Regions from separate parts of the Mus musculus genome. Here all the other regions are linked to region 1. A link is a contact called in public Hi-C and promoter capture Hi-C data. All regions are on one chromosome and are shown on one strand. The core of a region is the stretch at or near the end of the contact, and the rest is flanking DNA. Distances in the headings are between cores, read along the strand shown.

Region 1 (4,841 bases), core at 971-3,470:
GGTATATTCCATACCTACAAGTTCAATGAAGAGGTGGAGTGAGGGTTGGTAAGAATTTAAGTATTGGGGGCTGGAGAGATGGCTCAGCAGTCAAGAGCACTGACTGCTCTTCCAAAGGTTCTGAGTTCTTATCTCAGCAACCACATGGTGGCTCACAACCATCTGCAATGAGATCTGACACCCTCTTCTGGAGTGTCTGAAGTCAGCTACAGTGTACTTACATATAATAAATAAATAAATCTTTTTTAAAAAGGTTTTAAGTATTGCCTTCTGGTTGTGTCTACATTCTTTGGGAAATATGAGAAGAAACTTGAAATTGAGGACACATGATGATATTGGAGGAAAAATTCAGGGGAGGAGCTAAGGGCTTAGGAGAATTAATGATGCAGGCAAAACTGAAGTCTTGGGACTTATCTTGGCACTAGCCTACTTGGTTGGGCAGCTTTCCTCATCAGTCAGGAAGAAGGGTGGGGTATAAGAGCCAAGTGGGAACAGGCTGGAAAGATGGCTCAGTGGTTAAGGGCACTGGCTACTTTTCCAGAGGTCCTGAGTTCAGTTCCCAGCAACCACATCTGTAATGGGATCTGATGCCCTCTTCTGGCACGTAGGTGTATATGCAGATAGAGTACTCATATACATAAATCTTTTTTTTTAATTTTTAAATAAAAATTTAAAAAAATAATCAAGAGGGGGAAAATATATCAAGATTTGCCCTGGCCCTTTTTTTTTTAAGAGGAAACTTAACAGGGTTAGCATTTCACTTTTGTTGTATTTTGTTTTTATGATTTTTGTTTATGTGTTTGTGTGCACATGCACATTTGGAGCTCAGACCATGTGAGTTGGTGCAGAGGCAGGTGGATCTCTGTGAATTCAAGGATAGCCTGGACTATGGAGTGAGTTCCAGGACTACATAGAAAAACCTTGCCTTGAGGAAAAAAAAAAAAAAAGAGGGGCTAAAGAGATGGATGGCTCAATGGTTAAGAGCACTGACTGCTCTCCCAGAAGACCTGGGTTCAATTCCCAGCAACCGCATGGCAGCTCACAACTGTCTGTAACTCCAATGTCTGATACCTTCACACAGACATACACACAGGCCAAACACTAATGCACATAAAATAAAAATAAATTATTTTTTAAAAAAGAATAACTCTGATTTTTCTTAGGGGGTGTTATCTAATTTAACAATAAATAACTCTTAGAAGTCAAGTTTGCAGGCTGGATAGATGGCTCAGCAGTTAAGAGCACTGTCAGCTCTTCCTAAAGGACCAGGGTTCAATTCCCAAAATCTAAATGGCAGCTTACAACTGTCTGTAACTCCACCTCCAGGGGATCAATCATACATGCAAGCAAAGCACCATTGCACACAATAACTAATTGATTAAAAATAAAGTCATTTGCTTAAAATTAAAATACAAGTTGCATCTTTTTTTCTTATTCTAAACCTGATAGCTTAGATGAAATGCTATCCTTTCTTGGGCTAAGTCCTCCCAGTAGTCACCTAAGCGAACTGCATTAGTAGACATGTACAAGACACTTGACATTTATTTACCACTTGAACATGGTCTCCCTAGGCTTCAGCTACATTGTGCAATAGATGACTATAGTGGTTCTTTTACAGGACCATTAAAAAGATTAAATGAGAAAGCTAATATATGCAAAGTACTTATCACCATGTCTAGTAATGTACTTAATAAGTAGCCCATAGAATGCGTCACTTGAATAGTCATGTACGTTGATAGTGTGTTGAATGGACATAATCTTTTTTTACCTGATTGATTGACCTATGGGGCTCTATAAATATTGCTATGAGATATACATGGTTGTTTAAATAAATGCATTTTTAAATATAAATAAATAAAATAAAAAAGTAGGCAGAAAAAGAGTCTATGGAATAGAACATTCCCAGCCCGGTAGGAAAGCCTTCTCTAAGATCTGAAAGCTGGAATGTTGCCTTTTCCCGTGAAGTGACCCTCTGTCTCAGTCTTCCCAGCGCCAGGACCTATCAGATTCCAGTCCACTTCTTTCCTTGCGCCACCGGCTCCAAACAGGCGTGCTTTTTCTCCACGTGGTTCTCTGTATATACCCGGTTACCTGGGAGATGCGCGCCGGGCGGGGCTCTACTGACGCAACAATAGGAACAAGCCAATAGCCATGACGTATATCAGTGACGCAAACGCGGGGTGTGGTTTGGCCGGCCCGGGCGCAATGAGGCTGCTGCCCGCTGGGTGGCGCCGATTTCCCGGGGAGGTCCTTTCTGGGCCCCCGGCGGAGGTGGGGGAGAGGCGGGCAGGCACCGAGCGAGGCCAGGGAGCCCTCTGCGTCAGCCACTGCTCGCTGCGCCGCGCCAGTACCAGCCAGGACTCATCCGCAGCTCCATGCTTGTGCCCGGTTCGACTCGTCCATCCTCCGAGAAGAGGCAGGTACGTGCCACCTGTCGCAGGTCGGGGAAGGAAAAAGCCAGGGTCAGTACCAGCTTTGAGACTCGGAAAGTAGGGTGTCAAAGGCAGCCTGGGCAGTCTGGACGTGAGAAATGTAGGGCGAGGGCCAGATGTGTGGAGGGGGAGACTCCAGCTGTGGGTGCCAGTGTATGAGAGGGGCTGCCAGCTGCCAGCTCGGGGTGCCAGGAAGAGCCATCTGTGTGCTGATCAATGTGTTCTGAGGAAACACTGTAACCGCGGGTACAGGTCTCCCCGCCCTGTGTGTTGTGTAGCCCGAGAATGACCCCTGGACCCTGACACCCCCCTCTCCCCACGTGTGTGTGCAGCTAACAACCTCCCTGTTGTTAAACATCCCGGGGCTATCTCTTGGTCAGTTTTCCAAAGCGGGGGAAGGGGCTTAGGGGAAGCTAGCAGTTAAGCGGAAGGGAAAAATTTTCCACCAATCCCAAATCAGAAAGAGGCAACTTTGAAATTCTCACCAATCCCAAAGCAAAAGCAGCCATGCAATGTTCTCTGACATGCAACTTGCCTAGGGGAGTCCTGGTCAACCGTTTCTAGCTCTCCAGAGAAAAGAGAACTCCTAGCTCTTAACCCCAGAGCTTTTGAGAATGAAGTTGAGTTGAAGATTCTAGTAGGGGTTGCTTATCTCCCCCAAACACGGGCATATAAGCTTGCACACACACACACACACACACACACACACACACACACACACACACATCAAACCACAAAACAAGAGGCATGGAGAACTGATGGATGGCCTGGGGTGGGGGATGTCCCCTACTCTTTGATGCTGTAGGCGCATGCCGCTCTGGAATGAGGATTGGAATGAGGGCGTCCTCCAAAGTGCATCACCAGGACCCAGTCTGAGTCAGTACCTTGTGCTGAGACAGGGTGGAGGCACCAGCCCTCGGGCCTTCCAGTCTCCAGGGAGAGCCATCAAGAAGCAGAAGATTCCTCTTGGGAGCAGACAGGTGCACCGAGGCCAGAACGATGGTCCTCTCATGACCCTGTCCAGCCTGCCTTTGACACCCTGGAACCCTGAGCCCTCCAACAGGTAGACTGGAACTGCTCCTCTGGAGCCAAACATTCCCTGGCAGCCCAAGGAAGCCACACTTGATTTTTTTTTTTTTTTTCTGAGCAAAGGGGAAAGGAGCCCAAGTAGGCTTGGCCTGTCGCCTTGGGAAAGTGGCAAAGTCTGTCTGACCTTTCCATTTGGGGGACGTGGATTGTTTCAGAAAACTGCAGGAATATTATTTGCCATCAGCAGTTTCCTGAAAGGTGGCCCAAGGCCTTTTTCTTCTAGGGTTGCCTGCTACAACTAACATTAGTGACTTGACAGTGAACACGGCCAATAAGCTTGTCGTTTGTTGTACTCTTGCTATGTTCGAGGAGACTTAAAACTATTATTTTATCCTCACCATTGTGAGACATAGTCACGACTGTTGTTATTCATGGGTTTTGTTTGTTTGTTTGTTCCTTTGTGGTTTTTTGTTTGTTTGTGTTTGGTTTTGTTGAGACAGAGTTTCTTTGTGTAGCCCTGGCTATCTGCTTTGTAGACCAGGCTGTCCTTGAACTCAGAGATCTGCCTGTTTCTGTCTCCCAAGTGCTGGGATAAAGGCATGTGTCACCATGCTAGTTCTATTATTCATGTTTTACAAACTACATAGCTAAGATTCAGAGACCTGAGTATCCTCACAAGCTATCTTAGATCCAATACAGGAAAGAGTAAGAATTCAGGCCTAGACCTACAAGTCCACCTTAAAAACAGTAGTGGACTGAAACCCAAGTGCTGATCCTCCACCCCCTCTGTCCATGTCCATAGGACGAGCTAGGTCCTCCCCATCTTAAAATTCTAGCATCTGGTTTAGCAGTTTGGCCTCTTCCTGTTCGCTCAACCTGTGACTGACAGCGCTAGAGAATCCACCTTCTCCATGTTTGGGACTCAAATTTATCCCCAGCCCTCTGCCCCCCATCCCCCATCCCCTTGATCCTTCCTGTTATTTCCAAATATTCCCTCCCAGGATTCTAGCTCATTCTCAACTTTCCTCCAGCCACTAGGCATCGGGTGGACGGTGGGCTTGTCACTGCCCCTTTAATTCTCCTGGGGCTTGGAATGCAAGTGAGTTGCCATCTCGGAGAGGTCAGATAAGATACTATATATATCTAGCTAGCGTAACCTGAGCTCCGGATTACCCAGGCCCGGTCAGACTCCAGCCTCTGGAGGCTACACAGCAGTCTTTTCCCTTCGGGGAAAGAAGCCCCCAGGCTCCATCCAGTGCCCCCAACACAGGTCAGTAGCTCTCTCTTTGGTGTCTGAGCTTCAAGGACAGCTAAGTAAGCCCTCAGTGTGTGTGGGGGGGGGGGAGCATTTGAGAGGCCACCCACTGGACCTGGTGAGTG
Region 2 (5,340 bases), core at 1,965-4,464, 700 kb after region 1:
GTAAGCATGAGGACTGGATCTGAACCCTATCACCTACACAAAAAGCCAGCCATGCAGCCATGCTGCAAATGCCTATAGCCTCAGCGCTGGAGGTCAGAGACAGGTAAATCCTGGGAGCTCACTGGCCAGCCAGCACAGTTCAAACAGCAAGCTTCTAGCTCAGCATAGCAGAGAGCAAGAGAAGATACCCAAACCTATACCACCCGCCCCCCACATACTCACAATCTGTAAGTCTCACTATCTTAGAAGTCTATAGACTTTATAAGTTTTATAAGCATTTGAAAACTTCTCAGTAGGTAAAGATATCTGTCATCATAGTAAGTCTATTTACTATCTTAATTAAGAACAATGTTTTGTAGATAAGCAAATTTTAGAAATGGGTGGTATCACAGGACTAATCAAGTTTATTCAAAAATAAGTTAGTTAAAAAAATGCTTGGCAAATGTTAAGAAAACTAAGCTTGCAGAAAACTAAAGAAAAAGGACAAATCAGAAGATGCATTTCAGCCAGCATGGTCAAGTCTGTCAGGAAGCGGAGACAAGATGATGGTGAATTCCAGGTCAGCCTGGACTATATAGAGATCTTCCGGTTAAAGAAAAGATATTTTCTCTTGGATATTTTGCATTTATAATTCAGTAAAACCAAAAAAGTTTATTTCTCAAAACAATGTTTATGGACCTGTAGCTTATTCTGAAATATGTTTTTAAAAGATAGAAAGAAATGGATGAATGATTTAGGTGTGTGATAAAATAATTATAATGAAATTTTAAGAGAAACTAGTTGGTAGTTACAGGACTGTTCCCTATAGGGGTCTGTGAAATGTTCTAAATGTTGGGAAATCTTGTATTAATCCCAGCACTCGGGAGGCAGAGGCAGGTAGATTTCTGAGTTTGAGGACAGCCTGGTCTACAAAGTGAGTTCCAGGACAGCCAGGGCTATACAGAGAAACCCTGTCTCGAAAAACCAAAAAAAAAAAAAAGTTGAGGAAAAACTATGAGAAATTTTGATGCAACCTTAAAGATCAAAATTTCACCCCACTTGATATAACTCTATGGTACAGTGATTTTTCTGTAATTAAGTAGGGCCCAAAAACATACAGAAGTACTACCAAGCAGGCCTCTGACTTGACAGAGTAGAATATGCTGAGATAACTGCTCTCCATGACACAGGAGTCTGTACGTATCTGGATCATGCTAAGTGTCGTATTGTATTCGGAAATATAGGACACAGCTATATGAATATGTATTCACATCAAAAGGACAAACAAAAATATTTGTATGCACACATACAAAAGTTTACACATATATGCACACATGTATATGTATACACACATTACCATGGAATACCTAGAGCTTTACTGTTTCACAACAATCTTTCATTTTGTTTTGAGACAGGGTTTCCCTGTGTACCCCTGGCTGTCTTGGAATTCAATCTGTAGACCAAGGTGGCCTTAAACTCAAATATCTGCCTGCCTCTGCCTCCCTAGTGCTGGAATTAAAGACATGTACCACCAAGTCTGACATATTCCTCCATTATCAACGAATTTAAAATATTAAAAGTTCCAAGAACATTTTAACAAACTAGATTTTGGTAAAGGTTATCTGGACTTTTGTTTCCATAAGGTTCTAATGTTAGTTTTAAAATTACACACTCTAACATAAACTATGAACACTCCCTAAAACGTAAAAGAGTAGGTGCACACCTTTAATTCTAGTGATGGGAAGCCTGGTCAATAGAATGAGTTTCAGAACAGCCAGGTCAGCATAGTGAGAAACCTTTTCTCTAAAACTAAAAAAAATGGAGGCTAGAGGTATGGCTCAGCAGTTAAGAGTACTTCTTGTTCTTGCATAGGACGTAGGTTAGAATCCCTGTACCACAGGGAGGCTGATAAGTGTCCATAACTATAGTTCTAGGGAATCCAATACCATCTTCAGGTATTGCACAGACACACAACTTCATATACATAAAATAAAAACATCTTAAAATATAAAAGAAAAAACATACACAATAACAACAACAACATCAACTCATGGAATTGGGGCTCAGGGTCGGTATATGAGGTTTTGGAAATTTTATGTCTAATACCAAATTTTGGGAGGCAAGCCTACTTGATGTAAATTTTATACACCTGAGGCTGGAAAAGAAACTTTCTGTGGTTTAAAGACCAAACATGAATTTCTCCTCTAACCAAATTCTTATCAAAAGAGTTGTTAGTAGAACTTAATAGGACAAGTACCAAGAGAGTCAGTCATGTTACTTAGGTATGCTTTCAAAGCACCTTTAAAAATTCTTCAAAAGTTACTAGATCTAAGGATCTCCTCTTATTCCCGAATATTCAGATTTCAGTCGATTAAGGAGGATCTGGTGGAGTTAATTCTGCTTTCTCCTACCCTCACCTACAAATAACCTCTCCTATCTTGGTAACAGATGAGTTCATAGAGAAATAAGCTCCGCTGGCATCAGAGTCCCCAAGCACAGCCCACCTCTCCTATTCCACATAACAGCTGTGATTACAGTAAGCCACACTCCTGTCACTCCACCAAAACGGTCGGTCCCTTAAAGACAGAAACCCTGTGCTGTCACTCCGTTTCTCTACGTTCTATATACACTCTGCACCAGCCTCGCTGCCAAAGACACGTACGCGCTACCCTAGCACAGGGTAGCTACGGGGACACCGGGGTCCCTCAAACGGGCGCCCGAAGTTACCATTTCCGCACTGCCTCTACTTCCCCCTTTCAATTAAGAGGTGGAGGAGGGAGAAGAAAAGCTTTGAGGCGTGGTGACAAGAGGACGAAAAGCGGCGGACAGGCCCAGCCTCCAGCCCTGCGGTTCCGGAGCTCGCAGGGAACCGGCGGGACCTGAGGACGGAAGACCCGCGCGACAACCACCAGCCCGAGTGGCGGGCGGGCGGACGTGGCGGCGCTGCCGGCGGAGGCTAGGTGGGCGCGGCAGCTTTCGCTCTAGGACTCCGGGAGGCCGTGCCAAGCCTGGGCCGACAGCAGGGCTCCGGGCGCGGCTCCTGCGGTCCCGGCCCAGCCGGCGAGGACGTGGCGAGGGAACCCGGCTCGGCGCTTACCATGGTGAGGCCGCAGGTGGGGCGCGCTGCGCCGCGCTCTGGCTCTGCGGGGACTCGGGCTGCTGCCCAGAGACGCGGAGCTCTGGCCGCTCCGGACCTGCCGCCCCTGACAGGAGCCTCCGCCGCTTCGCCTCTTGCCAAGATGGCGGCCCCAAGCCACGTCTCCAACCGGAAACGGCGCGGGTCAAAGGGCGGGGGGCGGGGCCAGTAAGCTCCGAAGCCAGGAAACTCAGACCCCTGTTAGCCCAGGATTTGCAGGTTTGGCTAGAATTGTGGAGCGTCATTCCTCTGTCCTTTCTTTCTCTTCGCCTGCGTTTATTTGGTGCTGCTTCTTTTTTTTTTTTTTTTTTTTTTTTTTTTAAAGATTTATTTATTATTATATGTAAGTACACTGTAGCTGTCTTCAGACACTCCAGAAGAGGGAGTCAGATCTCGTTACGGATGGTTGTGAGCCACCATGTGGTTGCTGGGATTTGAACTCCGGACCTTCGGAAGAGCAGTCGGGTGCTCTTACCCACTGAGCCATCTCACCAGCCCTTGGTGCTGCTTCTTAAAGTTCGTAAAAACACTCAATGGAATATATAAAATAATCTGTGACCATGAGGAACTAGTATCCTGAATACATAACGTCTAGAACTCCCGTAATAAAGCCGGCATGGTGTCCCCTCACCTGTAATCAATTCCAGGTAAATTAGGAAACTGAGGAGGAAGACCAAAAATTGTCCAGCCGGGCACACGCCTTTAATCCCAGTACTCGGGAGCCAGGGGCAGGACGATCTCTGTAAATTTGAAGCCAGCCTGGTCTACAAAACAAGTCTGGGATAGCCAGAGAGAGCTACACAGAGAAACCCTGTCTTGAGAAGCAAAGCACTAATAAAATACTGACACATACAACATAGATTAGCCTTGAAAACAGGTGTAAAGAAACAGATGCAAAGGCCACTATTTGTTTGCAATGACTAAACCAGGGATATCTGTGAAATTAGAAAGCTTATAAGTGATTTATCGGAGTTCCAGAAGACTAGGACATAGCGGCTAGTGCATTATGTTTGGAATGTAAGTGCCATGGAATTACCCAGAGGCAGATATCCTGAAAGCCACTGAACTGTACGGTTTATCTTCAATATGTAATTATTTTATTTTTAAATCCTATGTGTGTTCAGACATGTGCCTGCGAATGCAGGCGCTGCCTGATATGGGTGCTGGGAATCGAACTGGGGCTTTTTGAAACAGCAACGGATACTCTTGACTGCTGAACCCCCTCTCCAGTCCTGAACTGTATACTTCAAAGGGCTGGGGTTTTTTGTTTGTTTGTTTGTTTGTTTGTTTTAGGGTCCTGAGAGATAGCTCAGCAGTTAAAATCCTATATTGCTCTTGCAGATTTGGTTTTCTCCTGCCTCAAAAAAGAAAGAAAAGAAAATGTATGTTCACAAGTGTCCTTGGTCAGGCGCGCCTTAGAGGCTGTATAACAGAAGTAAAAACAAACGAGGAATCAGCGCGACCTGTGCTTAAATTCTTTTCAGTACTCAAGGCCTTAGTCGTTAGTTAACTCACTACACCTCTCTAAGCCTGTTATTACTCTTTAAACTGGTGGGAGCACATACTTCATAAATTTATAGAGTTAGATAATAGAAAATAAATTAGACTGTATAAGCTAAGTGTTCCACCACAGTAACTGCTCAACAATTTATACTTGTTATTATGGACATAGCATCACAAAGATAAAACCAAAAATAGCAATTCTACTCAAAACATATTTTTGAGGCAGTTTTACTTCCTATACCTGCCTGACCTAGAACTCACTATGTAGATGAGGCTGGTCACGAACACACAGAGGTCTGTCTGCCTTTACATCCTTAGTGTTAAGATTAGAGGCAATTCTCTTTTTAACTTGAAGCAGCACAAAAGAGGTGTGTGCTAGTTAGTAGCCCCAAAATAGAAAACCTTGTGTCCACCAACTGACAAGTGGATAAAGAAAATACTGTATACACCCCAACGAAGCGTTGAGGTGAGCCATCTGCAACAGCTTGGGTGAAACTGGAGAAATTCTGTACATTAAAAAGGAAAAGAAAGGTCTCCCCGGAGAGGGTTAGTCTGTGTAATCCTGGCTGTCTTGGAATTTGCTCTATAAACCAGGCTGGCATTGAACTTAGAGATCTACATGCCTCTGCCTCCCAAGTGCTGAGATTAAAGGCATGTGCCACATACCCATCAGGGACAAAAGCCAGCTCTGGTGACACATGTTTGATCTCAGCACTTGGGAG
Region 3 (4,826 bases), core at 1,578-4,077, 860 kb before region 1:
CTGATCTGGTGCTGGGGAAATGGAGAGGCCCACCTATATCCTCTCTATTTTCCCCTTAGTACTGGGGATTGAACTCCGAGCGAGCATCCTGCATGCACGGTGCAGGACATGATTGGAACTCTGCAGCCTATGTGGAGGGTTATGTGGGCTCTTCTTAGCTCACTCCCCCACCCGGACCCCCTTTTCTTTCACTGACTTGATGTTTCCTTCTGTTGCCCTCAGGTCCTGGAACGATAGTGGGCACAGCAGACCTCAGAAAGTTTAAGTGCCAAGTGGAGGAGCAGGGACAGCCTAAGTGAGTCTTTAGGGCTGGGCAAACTGCCTGGCCCAGTCATACCCACTTGCCCCTCCTGGCAAGAAGGAAGGGACTTTCTTTTCCTTTCTTCTGGAGATCAGGTAAGGGCTTTGGGAGGTACATGTGGCTCTGGGAGTCCCACTTTTGGGATATTCTCAGCCTGTCCCTTCATTCCACATATCCTATTTTCCTTGCTGGGCTCTTTCCCTGGGCTCAGTGTCTGATCTACAGCTGGGCTCACAGGCCACCCTCCCAGAAAAATGCCTGCACCAATTCTGCAGAACCCATCTGTGATTTCCGTATCTCTATTTGCATACATTTGCATGGCCTTGTGCACTCAGAGTCTGGTCCTCTGAGCACTTTAGGGCCTGGTGCAGTTTTCTCCACATGGAATCTCCCTGTTTTCTCTCTGAGCCTCAGTATTCTAGAAGCCAGAGAAGTTTATATATTTATGTCCAAGAGCTAACTACCTAGGACTCTGGGGTTGGGGTGTGTGTAGGCAAGGGTGTAGACTTTTCAGGGAGGAAAGCACTGAGAGAGACAGAATCTTGGGAGTTCACAGTTGGAAGCAAAGCTTAAGGGTTCCAAAGACTGGGGCTGGGGTGGGATGGGATCTGGAGGAGGGGAGAGGTTGGCAAATATTGTCTTAGCTATTGTTCATCTCTTCATTCATCCATTAGGAGTACGTGCTCCACTAGTATGGAGAATGGTGCTCCATACTAACAATACAACATCTTTGGGTTTGGGTGTACCTGGATGGGGACGGGGGTGGGGTGGGGCAGTGTGGGGGAGCACAGAGCAACCTCAAGGGTCATTCATCAAGTACTAGCCCCCTTCTATCTAGAGACAGGGCCTATTTTTGCCCTGGAACACACCCAGTAGGATAGGCTGGCCCCAATGCAGGTGCAGGCCACCCCACCCAAGGGACGGAATTCGGGTCCTCTTGCTTGCAAAGTAAGCATTTCTCCACCAAGTGATCTCTCTAAGCCCCATAGGGCATCTTTGGGTTGTTTGTTTGTTTTTGTTTTGTTTTGTTTTTTGCTTTACTTTAACACTCATTTATTTAGTTGAAAAGTAAAGTCACAGGCTGGAGAGATGGCTCAGTGGTTAAGAGCACTGACTGCTCTTCCGAAGGTATATGATGGTTCATGTACAGTGTACTCATATACACAAAAATAAATAAATAAATCTTTTTAAAAAAAAGAAAGAAAAGTAAAGTCATTAGCCCCCACTTATAGATGGGGAAACCAAGGGAGATTAAGACAGTCAGGAGATGATGAAGTTAGGGTTTAAATCCAGTCTGGCACTGGCATCTCTCTCTCTCTCTCTCTCTCTCTCTCTCTCTCTCTCTCTCTCTGTGTGTGTGTGTGTGTGAGAGAGAGAGAGAGAGAGAGAGAGAGAGAGAGAGAGTGAGAGTGAGTGTATGTGTGTGTGTGAGTGAGAGAGAGAGAGAGAGACAGAGAGAGAGACAGAGAGAGAGAGGGATGAGTGAAGAGAAAAGATGCTGTCTGGAGCCAGAAGAGCTAGCTTGGTGAACACAGTTCCTTAGGTTTAATCCTCCTGCCTCAGTTAGCAAGAGAGAAACCAGACAAAAGAGTGAGATAGGAGGCAGCCTGGAGGTTTAAAGGGGGCAGAGAAAAAAAAAAGGGAGAAAGAAGGAAGGGCAGATTTCAATGCCTTCGGACATCAAAAGAGTTACATGCAAATAAATGTAAATAAAATGCAAATTGCCTCACCTCCCTCGCTCTACTCTCTTTGTAGAGCTGGAGGATTCATTCAGAGAGTAGCCCAAGTTGAATGACTCGGTTGTGAAGCCTTGATCACTCTGACCCCTCCCTGGGTCCTTGTGGTGTGACCTCTGACCCCTCCTCCCCTGCAGCTCTCCGAGCAGCCGAAGCTTCCCCCGAGCTCCATTTGTACTCGATCAGCTTCTCTTGCTTCAAGGCCGAAGTCTGGAGTCTAGCTTCGTCCAATGCCTGCGCTGGAAGTGTTCTGAGACTCCTGCGAGGGGGTGGGCTGGGGGTGGCCGTCTCCAGCCTGGTTTTCTCCCCAGAGGGAAAAGTGGCCTTCTTGGCAGCTGGCCTGCAGAGCACTCCCGCTTCCTGTCTTGTCAGCTGGATTGAGTTGTCAGGGCTGGGAGAAGGGTGGAGAGCAAAGCGTCCTGGAAGGCCACCAAGCAACAAGTCCCTTCTAGCTCTTTCCCTCTGCCAGATGGGCTGCAGGGCCCCGTGCATGGTGCTGTGGAATGGGGGATGGGGGCGGGGAGGGTGTCCTCTCTCTCTGTCTTAAGTTCATAAAAGCCATTGAGTCCAAGTTCAGCTCCCCCACCTCAAAGAGAAACAGAAGGAAGGAAGGAAGGTAGAGGCGAAGGAGGACTCCCGAGTCTGTTTTGAATAACACCTCTGACTAAATCGGATGGCATCACTGCCAAGAGGCATATTGCAGAAGACAGAGCAGGACAGCGCCAGGGTGACAGAGCCAGAGGTGTCTTGGGAACCAGGATAAAAGCAGCTGCATCTGGGGAGTGGAAAGGAAAGGACACGGGACACACAGTGCTGTGCTCTGTGCTGATGTCCCCAATGCTGACTGTCCTATGCCACTCTCTGAGCCTGCTCCCCAACTTCCTGCTGCATCCAGCCCTCACCGTCATCACTGAAACTCATAGCTCATTTTGTCTTCGATGGCTTAGAATAGTCGATTTAAAAAAAGTCCTTAATTTAAAAATAGCAACGCAAGATTTTTTGTTTTCTTCCCAAATCAGCTTTTTGACCTTGTGCCCTGCTCCAGGTCAGCCAGTCCTTTCTTGGCTCTTGAAGACCAAGACCACTTATACTCTCAGGGCAAGCCTAGGCTTAGCGTGCCCTCTTGTGGAAGTTTTGAGTGTAACCTTTGCCTATAAAATCCCAGAACCCTTCTGTGGACAGGGCAACCACAGGTCAGGACCTGAGTTCCAGACAAACCGAGATATTGATGCAGTGTGGTCTTCAAGTCTTTGATTCCCATTAAGTACTGGACCTCTCTGTGGATCTCAGGTTTATCAAAACAGTGAAGAAGCTCTGGGCTTTGGGAGGTGTCTCTTCCCACTGCCTTCAAAGGTGCTGCAATTACCCTGAACTCAGTGGAATTAGAGGCCATAGCCATATCAAGTAGCCACCACAGCTACCTGCTGGCTTAGGAACTAGAGATGTCACAGGTATCGTCCTTCTCCTCTGCAAGCTCTCAGTGTCTGAAAGCTTATAGATCATGAACAGATGAGTCCTTCTTCTTATGGTGGAGATCCTAACAGGGAAGTTGTAGGTTTGTCATGAGGCTCCAGTGGGGAGGGGGTGTACCCTGCTGGAATCTGGTGGTAGACCTCGAGAAGAACTGGCTGAGGAATAGACAGCCATGAAAGGTAGGGAGCCATGAGCCACACACAGTGGGGCAGGAGACAAAGTTTCGAGGGAGCAGGGTGACAGCAGCAGCCCTGCTGGGGGACAGTCAATCAGCCTCGCCTGGACAGAGGAGATACTTAGATGGCTTCTCTGATGGCCCAGATGACTACAGCTCAGACCAATGGGAGCATTTCTGGGGCGGAGAGAGTTCTGGTAAAAAGTCTGGTAAGTAACTCCAGAACTTGAGAATTGCTTTGGAGTTGAAGCTAAGCTGGTGCGATGGTTTGTATATGCTTGGCCCAGGAAATAGCACTATTAGGAGGTGTGGCTTTAGAGTAGGTGTGTCACCGTGGGAGTGGGCTTTAAGACCCAATTCCTAGCTGCCTAGAAGTCAACCTTCTCATAGAGGCTGGCCGATGAAGATGTAGACCTCCCACGCCTGCCTGGATGCTGCCATGCTCCCGCCTTGACAATACTGGACTGAACTTCTGAACCTGTAAGCCAACCCCAATTAAATGTCCTTATAGGAACTGCCTTGGTCGGGGTGTCTGTTCACAGCAGTAAAACCCTAACTAAGACACCTGGGCTATCTACTGAGTTGTGGCTCAACCTTGGCTACAGGGCAAGACCCTGTCTAAAAAATAAGTCTGGAAGCAGAGGCAGGTGGTCCTTTGTGAGGAAAGAGAAGTGGAGGTAAAGAGAGGGAGAGACCTGCCCACACGGGAAGGCTTCCGAGGAAGCTTCTAGAGTTTATTCTCAGTAGCACAAAGACCCCAGGATCAATTGAGTTGGATGTTCCCCTCCACCCTCCTTGTTCTTTGAAGGCCCCAGAAGGCTGGTTCCTGGGTGCATAGCACCTGCCCACTTTATCCTCAGGCTTCAGCCAATGTAAGTGTCCATGGCCAATGAGGGCAGGACACATATAGAGTCAGGGCCTGTAGCCCCAGCTCCTCGCTGCTGCAATGTCACACATCTGATGTTAGCTTTTACTCTACCCAGACCCTAGGGCTTAAACAGCCTTTGCCCATACTGCTTCTTCAGCCTGGCCCACCAGTGACCTGTTTGCCCCTGGTCAGGGTTCCCTTAGACCTGCTGTAAATAAACCACAGTGTCACAAAAGGCAAGCCCAGTTAATTCTGTTGACAATCCCACCTGGG
Region 4 (4,812 bases), core at 2,201-4,700, 830 kb before region 1:
ACAGGCTCCCTATTTGGGGTGAGTAGACCTCTGTGGAGCATCTCCTCAGGAAAAGTTTTGTCACACCACATAGTGAGACTGTGTAAAAATATTGATGATAAAACATAAGTTTCAGACTAACCTGGACCACACAGGGAGTTTAAGGCCAAGGTCAGTCTGGGCTTTATTTGGAGGCCCTGCCTCCAAGTCAGGAAGAAGACAAGAGGCAGTGAGGGACTCTAGTCTTAGTTCTAAGTGGACTTTCTTTGTGATCTCTTGCTTACCCTTCAACCTTTTTAATCCAAACTGACCAGGGAGGAGGCTGGCTGAGAAGTGGGGTGAGCCAGCCTCCGAGCTAGCTAAGGGCTCCTTCCTTTCCTGAGCACTTGACAAAGCACCAGCAGCATAGCCGGCATACCTAAGTGCTTTGCTCCATGTTCAGCTCTGCCCAAGGCCTCTGGGTAGGTGCCAATGCTAGCCCATTTTACAGATGAAGAAATGAAGGCCTAGAGAGATTAAACAGCTGGATGGACCAGCTCACGGGCGGGCAACCAGACTTGCCTCCTTCGCTTTGTACCGTGTTCCTCAGTGGTGATCAGATTGCAAGCATCCACGGTCCTAAGAAGATTCAGGATTTTTTTCCCCTAAAGCAGTCCCTAATGGGTGTGGTGTACAAAACACAACTTCTGGGCTGTTTTCTATAGGAAATACCATTACTTCTATACAGAACTAACCAAGGCTTTGAGGGTAGAGGCCTTGACAAGTGAGCGATGGGCAGCATGGGGGAAGGACAGGTACAGAGTGGCTCTGGCCAATAGAGGCGACATGCTGGCATAGACTAAACATTGTCCTCCTAGTCTCTGTTTATCCCATTCCACCCTGGCCAGGGCCAAAGAAGCTCTGACAGCTGGCTTTCTACTTTCTGTGCCTTTACTGCCCCCCCCCCCCATGAAATTGGAGCTGCCAGGGGTAGATGTGAAATGCCAGCTCTGGGTCAAAGGCTAACCTGCAAACCCGACTTTGGAAAACTGGGTGAGAAAGGTTTGAGTCACTATGGGGATTAAAAAGAGCACTTGCCATCAACTCTGAATGTCCCCTCCATCTGAGCAACCAGATGTCCCCCTCCCCATACTCAGTCCAATCCCTAGTCTCCCACCTCCATGGCAGGCCACCACCCCATCGCAGGCTCTGGTGCTTTCCTCTGGTGCATTCTTTCCTGGTCGCCTTTCAGAGCAGAGCAATCACAACCCTTTGTAGCCAGAGGCTAGAAAAGCTCTGCTCCACTCCTAGCCTTTCATGCCCCACCCAGCTTGGCTATCAGACTTCGAGCCTAGGGATGGATAAATCTTTTTTTAAGGTTCCAGGGTGATCACAACACAGGGCTACTGGGCAGGTGGGTGGGACACTAACGGCACATTCTGTGACTGGCTTTTAGGTCAGAGGCTTAGAGGGGAGATTAGATACCCACTCCTGATTGACTCTGTCCAGAACACCATACATAAAATGTCCCTAAAGTTTGGCTGGATGTGCTGAGTGACCAGTTTCCCCTTCTCCACACACTGGCTCATTGGCCCTATTTGCATGTAAGAACCCAGTTTGGGCCTGTGTGGCAAGCACGGGCTACCATTCTGCTAAGTCCTTGGTCAGGATGACTCCCTGGGCCTGGGCTAGAACATCAGTCCAGGCTCACCTCTACTCTACCCAACACTGGATCTCCCTGGTACCTCTGATGCTCATGACAGTCTCACAGGATCCCTAGCTGGCTGCCCAAATTCTGCCCCCTCTCCCTCCAAGGTCTCCAAATAACTCTCAGTTTTGGAATGGAGGGGAGGGGAGAGGAGAGGAGGGAAGAGGAGGGATGGCTATTTAGTCCTGGATATTCGTCACTTCTGTTCCTCTCCCAAAGACAGAGGGGTGCAATGCCTCCTTTTAGGGGGAAGAGCTGAGAGTGGATGATTAGAAGACTCTCCTCCCCCCAACCATGAGATAAGGTCTCACTCTGTAGCTCTGTATAGCCTTGAACTTGTGTTCCTCCTGTCTTAGGCTCCTGGGATGACTGGGGTGGCATTTCACTGTCTTTTCTTTCAGAGATTTCTGTTGTTGGGTCACCGTCACTCAGCACCCTGGAGTTCCATTTCTGGATAACTCTAACATCTCTTCTTCTCTCCATACCACCACACCCACACAGAGACAGAGACAGAGACAGAGACAGAGAGAGAGAGAGAGAGAGAGAGAGAGAGAGAGACGGGACGGGAGGGGGGCAGCTAAACTGTGGACTTCACCAGCCCCTGTCAGGCATGGGCGGAGACACCGACCACCCTTTCCAACTGAGGGGAACCTCCCCTTTTCTCTCCTCCCTTCCCCCAACTCTGCCTAGGTCCTCTGGCTCCCAAGTAGTTCAGCCCTTCAGGTTACAGAGGAGAGCTGCTACCAGACTTGGGAGGGACCAAGGGCAGACAGCTCTGCAGGGAAAGCGATCCCGGAATGGTGCTCCAGGCTGGAGGTCTTGAAACCGCTTCCTTGCCAAAGAACAGCGGAGTAAGGGAAACTAACTTCACACCAACACAACAGGGAGAGCCCAAGGTCCTCTTGCCACCTGTGGATTTCCCCTTTAGTCACAGAGGCAGTGGCAAGAAAGGAGGCCTTGTTAACAAGAACTTTTGTCGGAGTGTCAGCTTGGAGTGCTGAGGAGGGAGCGGGCTTTGAAGCCGGTCAGTGCGTGAGAAGGGCCTTGGTTACTCAGAGCCAAGCAACAAAAAAGCTAGAGGGGTTCACGAAAGAGAATAAAGACCGGGATCTGGGTGCCAGAGAGTGGGCAGCGAGTTAGAGAGGTGACCTTGGGCATGTCACGTTCCCCTTTCGGCACTGCGTTTCTCTTCTGCGGGCTTGAGGGTTCCTGGGACGCCCGACAGCTTGCCCGCCCTCCGTGGTGGGTGGGACAGGACTCTTGATGGTACCTCACCTTCTTGAAATCCGCGATGAAGGAGATGAGAGTGCCGTCGGGTTTGCGCAGATCAAGGCTGATGCTGTCCGCGTCGCTGTCCGCCTGTAGACTCTCCTCGATCACCTGGCTGTCGGGCAGTCTCACTCGGACCCGCAGCTCGGCCGGAGCGCCGCTGCCCGCGCCCACGCCGTGCAGCGCCCCAAGCAGCAGCGGCGACAGCAGCAGCAGCAGCAGCGGCAGCGCGGGGCGCGCCGAGGGGACGTCGCGGCAGCCAGGGGGCCGCATCCCCGGGGCCCCCGGCGCGCCGCGTGGGGGAGGGGAGACGCGCCTACAAAGTTTGCTCGAAGTTGGGGGTCCGGTTCGGGGATTCCCGGCAGTCCCCTACTTCTAGAGGGGAGACTCAACCCGGAGGTTCCCCACGACGTGCAGCGAATTCACGTGGGCCGCGTACAGCCACGCACCCCGAGTCCCGGACGGCGCCCCCCGTGCGTGTCCCCTAGCCGCCCCGATTCCTGAGCTCCGGACTCCGTTCAGCACTTTTCATTCAATCCCACCCCCCGTCACTTCCTTCAGAAAACAGAAACCACCAGGACCTGCCTTAAAGAGACCGCGCACCTCTTGGCCCTTAAAGGGACCGCAGTGGCCCAGAGAGGGGCGGGGATTGGGGACCACGGGGCTCAGCCGCTTTGTGGTCTAGGCTGGCTTTCTCTGGATCCCTCCCTCCCGCCGCGCCCCGTCACCGGCCGGGCCTTGTCCAGAGTTTGCGCTCCGGGCAAATCCCTTCCTCCCATTAAGGGCGGGACGGGTGACTCCCCCGCCCCCTACACCCCTCTGGCTTGTTCTGGTGCCACGTGGATGAAATAATCGGGCTTGGGTTTTCAGAGGTTTTGCTTAGTCTTTTAGTTTCTCTGACACAGCGAATTTCTCAAAAGCGGCTGGGGGAAAAAATCAGGCCTCACCTAGCATTCTGGTCTTTTCCTAGGTCGGGGAGTGCAATTAGGGGTTGAGGGCCATCTGTGCATCCATCAGGTGTGAGCTGTTTTTGTAAGTGAGGCGGCCAATCTGGATGCGGCCATCAAGGAGCTTAACACTTTATGAGCCGTTATTCAGTTTTCTCTCCTGTGTTCAGTCAGCCTTTCTCCAGCCCAGCCCACCGCTCAGGGCCTCTGCTCTTTCCGATAACGGAAGCACCAATCAAGGGCCACAAAAAGACACTCCTGCTGTGCCAGAGACTCCAATAAGCTGAGTGAAGACTTGGGGAGCAGGATTCCCCTCTGGTTGGTGACACACAAGCATACTTTGAAAATTGTTTGAGCCTAACTGTCTGCTAGTGAACACAGAGGGTTGGGCGTCCCTGGAGATAAGGCCCCCTGGGCATGGCCAGGACCATTGTTTCTCCTGTCCATTGCCACTTCTGTTTGTTCCAGGTGCCCTGTGGTCTCTAGGGTCTTGATGACAGATGGTTGAAACTGTGCCTCCCCACTCCACCCCCTTCATCTTTCCTTCCTAGGGGATCTCTAGCACATGATCCACCCCCAACTAGCATGAGCCCGTCCTTTGGAACACATATAGGACTGAAGGGGACTTAAGATGTCCTCCATCAGCTAGAGAAAGTACCCAAGGAGCTGAAGGGATCTGCAACCCTATAGGTGGAACAACATTATCAACTAACCAGTACCCCCGGAGCTCTTGACTCTAGCTGCATATGTATCAAAAGATGGCCTAGTCGGCCATCACTGGAAAGAGAGGCCCATCGGACTTGCAAACTTCATATGTCCCAGTACAGGGGAATGCCAGGGCCAAAAAGTGGGGGTGGGTGGGTGGGTGGGAGGGTATGGGAGACTTTTGGGATAGCATTGAAAATGTAAATGAGGAAAATACCTAATAAA
Region 5 (4,869 bases), core at 1,275-3,774, 810 kb after region 1:
GCCTTTGGTTCTCCAACTACCTGGGATCTGTGTTGTCAGCTTAAAAAATACAGAATTGGCCTTTCAAAAATCATAACAATAATCTACAGCAACCAGTCAATACTCGCAAATAACCCTGTTTACAGCAGCTGCCTTCTGAAGGCTGGAAAAAGGGGGTGGAGGCAGAGGGAAGAGAGGCAGGGAAAGAGGATGCTGGAGCTAGCAAGCTATATAGCAAGGAACACGCCCCCATCATGTCCTCCTTACTCTGTCAGAGGCGGTTGTTGTCAGTCTCCTGAGCCAGCTGCCTTAGAAACAATTTTTAAAAGGAGGCTGGAAGACTAAAAACTTAAAAAAAAAAAAAAAAAAGACCAGCTCCTTGAAAGGAGAGGCAGGGGTCCCTAGGATTCCCCACCCCCGTCCAAGGCCTTTGCTAAATCTAAAGGGGTGTGGGGCATAGTGGGGCACAAGGGGTTTGCCCAGGATATTTTGTGTGCCCCAACGGCAGTGCACGCAGGAAACGGCTGGTTGCTATCTTTCCCTTTCTGTTTCAATCAACAGCTCCAGAGCAGCAAACCCCTACCCCCCCTTCACTTCAGCCCCTGGCAGCTGCTCTTCCTCCCCCTAGAATCCCCCATTACATTCCCCCCCCCCCCTTCCCCTGCGATTCAAACTGCCCTTTCTGCATCCAATGGAAAACAAATGCGCATAGCCATTGACTGAACCTGAACTCAACTTCCCTTCCCAGGGCAACTTTCCTTTTTGCTGAAAAAGGCTGAATTCCGTTCATCGGAGCATCCCGGTTCTCAGCCTTTACCTCATCCACCTTGAGTCTCCCACTAGGAATCGCAGAAAGACTAACTTGGCTTCATAACCCTCCTCTTTCTCCCAACCCAAAGCATCAACAACCAACGCCACCACACTAAGGCAAAACTGTCCTTTTATCTACTCTCATTCCAACCCGGCTTTCCTCCACCCCCTTCCAAGACCCAGGATTGGCCTAGGAAAAGGTGGATCAATAATGAAATGACGAGAAAAAGAGAAGGGCGGGAGGGAGCCAGGGCCAGAGGCTGCAAGCTCTCAGGCGCAGTGGGTGGGGTAAGAGAGCAGCTGCTTCCCTTGGGAGGATGCAGTCCTAGTTCCCCCACAAACATCACCCCTCACCGGGGCCCCCTTTCTCAAGAGCTGGAGAGAAACCCTGCTCCTCTCAAGGAGAATGCTAGAAAGTAGCTCTGCTCCAAGCCTAGGGGAACACTGGACCATTTTCCCTCGAACACACCTCTGGTCCTTCCTCTAAAGGAGGGAAAGGGGTGGAGTTGGAGGTAAATCCCTGACACCAGCAGCCTAGGAAACGTAGCCCTGGAAGATGAGGAAAGAGACAACGCTGGGGAGAGCACTGTTATCTTCGCAGGAGAGATGAGAACGACAAGGTAGAGAGAAAGCTTTCCCCGAGGGGTAGGGCGGAACGAGGAGGCCTGGTGTGCAGGAGGTGGGAGTGGGCTGGTGGTAGAGGTGAGACAAGGGGGAGTGACTGGCAAGGTGAAGACCTGGCTGGGGAGGGAGGGAGGGTTGGTCAGGTTTTCAGAAGCAAGGTGCAGGAAGGGACCTGGATTTCCCAAGGGCCAGGATAAGAACCTGGCTCTGGATGAAGCCACCACCCGAGAGATGTCCAAGGGGGAAGACTGCCCTAGGAGTAACACATCTGCCCAGGGAAGGAGGCGGAGATGTGGCGGGATCAGGTCTCTGGCAGAGGGAGGGAGGAATCTGGCTCGGATGAGGTAATCTGTGAAAGGGAGGAGGGGTTCAGTCCCGGGATGGGAAACCCCCGCAAGGGGGTCTGTGCCAAGGGATTTGGGGAAGGGTCCAGGGGAAGAAGGCGGGACGGGGGCTAAAGGCCCTCAACTAGAAGGGTCTGAGCCCTCGGGTAAGGGCGCCTGGGGGTCTGCAGCCCATAACGGGGGTCCTGAGATGGGAGGGCCATTTGCCCCACGTTAGGGACCCCAGGATGTTTCCAGAATTGGGATGCTCCTCAGACCTGCATGGGGGAGGGGAGGGGTTCTTCAGAGGGTCGAGACCCCGGACCTTGGGGTTCCTCGCCCCCTTACCTCTCCGCTGCCGCCTCCCCCGCCGCTCTCCCCAAACACTGCCCGGAACCGGCGCAGGTTGGTGCCGATGGCGGCCGAGACCTGCAGCGCCGCGTCGAAGCCCGGGCCCACCCGGAGCAGGGCCGGCCCTGAGGAGGCTGAGGACGATGACGAAGACGAAGACGAGGCGGACGACGAAGAGGCTGCTGAGGCGGCGGCCGCTCCCCCTGGAACCCCAGCCCCGCTGCTTCCCGCCGCCGCCGCCGCCACCGCCGGGGGGGAGGGGGGCGCCCCGGGGCCGCCACCGCCGGCCTGGGGCCCGGGGGGAAGCAGCAAGGCCGGGACGCGTTGCCGCGGGGCGCCCCCTAGGCCCCGGCGCCCCCCGCCGCCGCCGCCCCCGGTGGTCCCGGGTCGGGCGGGGAAGCGCCACCGACAGCTGTGCGCCATGTTCGCCCCGTAAGTGAAGCAGCGAGAGGGAGAGGCGACAACACAGGGGGGCGGGGAGGCGGAGGGGGGGGAGCGGCGGGCCCCGGAACCTGCCTAACCCGCCTGGCGCCGCCCAGATGGCCGTACCCCGCGGCCCGCTATGCCGAGCGCCGGGTGGCGCCCGCCTGCCCTGCAATCTGCATATGAGCCTCTGGCCTCCGCCTCCGCCGCCCGGAGGCCGCTGCTCTATGCCGAGCCCCGGGCCCGGCTCCTCCCGCCCGGCAACCTGGATAAGTGCATGCCCCGCCCTCCGGGAGCGGCAGCGCCAGGGAAGATGAGGGGGGGAAGGAAGCCCTGGAGCCCGGAGCGGAGGCGGGTTCCGGGGAGAGGGGGGAGGGGGCGAGGGCGGCGGGAGGATGGAGGCGGAGGGAGCGGGTGGCCCGCAGCCGAGAGAGCCGAGAAGCCGATTACACACGTTCCCGGGACGCGCAGGGACTTGAGCGGCCCAGGAGAACCGCTTCCAGTGCGGCGCGGCTGCTGGGTCCCCGGAGGAGCGAGCCTTCTCCGCCGCTTTGGAGAGCGGCGGGCTTAGCCCTTATGGAACGCTTCTAGAATCCAGAAAGCTCCATTGTACTCCATGCAAAACCCAAGCGTCGCCCAATTGATTCTATGCAAAATGGCAAGGCTCTCGGCGAACGCGCCTTAAAAAAATAAAATCCAATAAAAGAGGAGCCCCTCCCATCTTCACGCTTGGAGCTCTTTCCAAAATCCACACAACCGTGTGGTCGGCCTCTGCCACCTCCTCGCTCCACTGTGCGCTGGAGGGAGGTGAGGGGCTTCTGGTTTCCGTGCCCTTCTCCGGAGTTGGGGTGTGTTTTCCCAGTCCAGGCGTTGGAGCCACAGCGTGCGCTCCGCAAACGACCTGGCGTTACAACGGAGCTGAAACTGGGTGGCTAACGGACAGGGCCTGGAGGGAAGAGGCGGGCAAAGGCGCCCCGCCCCTTCTTCCTCCGCTTCCAGCCTGCCGCTGCATGCAAAGCAGACCCTAATGTATGCACACGGAGGGAGGGGGCTCGCCAGCACATTTCTCATGATTGGGAGGGGGGGGGTTTGAAGCCCGGCGTAGGGCATTATGATACACAGGGTTAGCAAGCCGAGAGGGAGGGAAGAGGGGTAGGGCAGTGCCGGGGGTTGATGGTGGGGTGAATATCCACGGGATTTACTTTATTGCAGGAAATGGGAGACGGCGCCTCCAGCGAGGCGTTAGAAGCCTGCGGGGATGGAAAAGCCAAGGAGGGAGGGAGAGATTGCTGCCCGAAGAATTTGCCTTGGCTGAGGCTTAGGGATCGATACACTGCCTGCAGACCCGGAGCAGCCTCCATCTCCCCCAACCCCCAGCCGAGGTGGAGTTCGCAGGAAGGTCATGCAGCCGTCCAGGTCTCCCGCACCGGTACCCGGCGCTGCTCTAACCAGGACCTCCCCGGGTGGCAGATTTGGGAACGACAGGGTGGTTCATAGTAAGGCAGGTAGCAACCAGCTCCAGCCCACTGGAGGGTGTACTGCACGCCTCCAGAGGTCCACGGCCTCCTGGTGCTGAAAAATCTACGTCCTTCCTACGGAGAGACGTCTGTGCCTGAGGAGAAAATGGGGAGGGGGGGGGGGGAGCGAGGAAAGGAACAGAGAAGGGGAGGAGACATAGTCAAGCCCCAACTCCCCAAACTCGTCCGGGATCGATCATCGTTCCAACCACGCAGGATGGAGCCCAGATGGTTTGCAAAACGCACATTCACACTACGCACGCACAACCAGATTCCGTTGTTGCTTCTCGTGGCTTACTAGGCGCCGAGAGGATGGGAGCTGCGAAAGGGTATTAAACAGCAGCCCCAAGACTCTGCTTAGGACATAACACACCCCATTGTGGACGGTTTCTCTATTGCAATGTATTTTTGCGTTAGGCTCTGGGGTTTTGCTTCAGTATAGCTGCTCTGATCAGTTACAGATTGGCGACCACGTGGATTCCCTCAAGCATCCTGATTTGTTCCCTCTCTCACTCTCTCTCGTTTATTTTTCTTTTGTATTTGCCGCCCCCCTTCTTTAATATGCATAACGGCCTTCAGAGGTAGTAGGCAGGGGACTGAGTGACAGGCTTTATATAACTGTGTCAACAGGATTTCTTCCCGCCCTCCACCTTTGAGAAAACAAACCCGTTAGATTCTGCGTAACCCTCTCCCTACAAGCACACTTGATTTAGCACAGGTGGGAGGTCTGCAGGGTGGGTGGCAGCAGCAAGAATGGAGAATATTTGCAGGCTGTGAAGACATGAGCCTGGGAAGTCGGGGAGAACTCCTTGGAAAATTATCTAGTCGCTCTCTCTCAGGCT

Evidence for each region. Promoter capture Hi-C pulls out the DNA fragments that hold promoters and counts their contacts. Hi-C and Micro-C count contacts between places; a contact is called where the count stands out from the background.
Region 2: a contact with region 1 is called in a promoter capture Hi-C map of pre-B cells, with 2.7 times the contacts expected there. The contact joins the promoter of Arcn1 here to the promoter of Usp2 in region 1. A contact is called at or near these places in 2 of 39 promoter capture datasets (liver and pre-B cells) and 1 of 115 datasets of contacts at active chromatin or transcription factors (memory CD8 T cells).
Region 3: a contact with region 1 is called in a promoter capture Hi-C map of embryonic stem cells, with 3 times the contacts expected there. The contact joins the enhancer-like site here to the promoter of Usp2 in region 1. A contact is called at or near these places in 3 of 39 promoter capture datasets (embryonic stem cells, hippocampal neurons and liver) and 1 of 115 datasets of contacts at active chromatin or transcription factors (extraembryonic endoderm stem cells).
Region 4: a contact with region 1 is called in a Hi-C map of muscle stem cells, with 2.3 times the contacts expected there. The contact joins the promoter of Oaf here to the promoter of Usp2 in region 1. A contact is called at or near these places in 1 of 39 promoter capture datasets (liver), 4 of 484 Hi-C or Micro-C datasets (liver, muscle stem cells and nephron progenitors) and 8 of 115 datasets of contacts at active chromatin or transcription factors (astrocytes, embryonic forebrain, embryonic limb bud and 5 more).
Region 5: a contact with region 1 is called in a promoter capture Hi-C map of pre-B cells, with 2.8 times the contacts expected there. The contact joins the promoter of Kmt2a here to the promoter of Usp2 in region 1. A contact is called at or near these places in 1 of 39 promoter capture datasets (pre-B cells) and 1 of 115 datasets of contacts at active chromatin or transcription factors (thymic regulatory T cells).

The regions. Positions count from the first base shown.
Region 1 is chr9:44,064,801-44,069,641 of GRCm38.p6, forward strand. Usp2 (ubiquitin specific peptidase 2) reads left to right here and starts at 2,221. Exons shown (of 13, transcript NM_198092.2): 1 at 2,221-2,420. Gm39325 (a long non-coding RNA gene) reads right to left here. Exons shown (of 3, transcript XR_870690.2): 3 at 1,525-2,431.
Region 2 is chr9:44,764,594-44,769,933 of GRCm38.p6, forward strand. It overlaps Arcn1 (archain 1), which reads right to left and starts at 3,215. Exons shown (of 10, transcript NM_145985.4): 1 at 3,077-3,215. The coding sequence starts at 3,079.
Region 3 is chr9:43,208,149-43,212,974 of GRCm38.p6, forward strand. No RefSeq gene overlaps it. Among named protein-coding and RNA genes, the nearest start is that of Pou2f3, 4.8 kb to the left of the region's middle. Within about 2 kb of position 2,828, at least 64 of the 459 cell types and tissues checked have an H3K27ac peak or open chromatin away from gene starts, as enhancers often do. A contact at or near this core is called in embryonic stem cells, where this site is marked.
Region 4 is chr9:43,236,366-43,241,177 of GRCm38.p6, forward strand. Oaf (out at first homolog) reads right to left here and starts at 3,451. Exons shown (of 4, transcript NM_178644.3): 1 at 2,942-3,451. The coding sequence starts at 3,208.
Region 5 is chr9:44,878,765-44,883,633 of GRCm38.p6, forward strand. It overlaps Kmt2a (lysine (K)-specific methyltransferase 2A), which reads right to left and starts at 2,525. Exons shown (of 36, transcript NM_001357549.2): 1 at 2,085-2,525. The coding sequence starts at 2,510. Gm39326 (a long non-coding RNA gene) reads left to right here. Exons shown (of 4, transcript XR_870694.3): 2 at 728-3,939.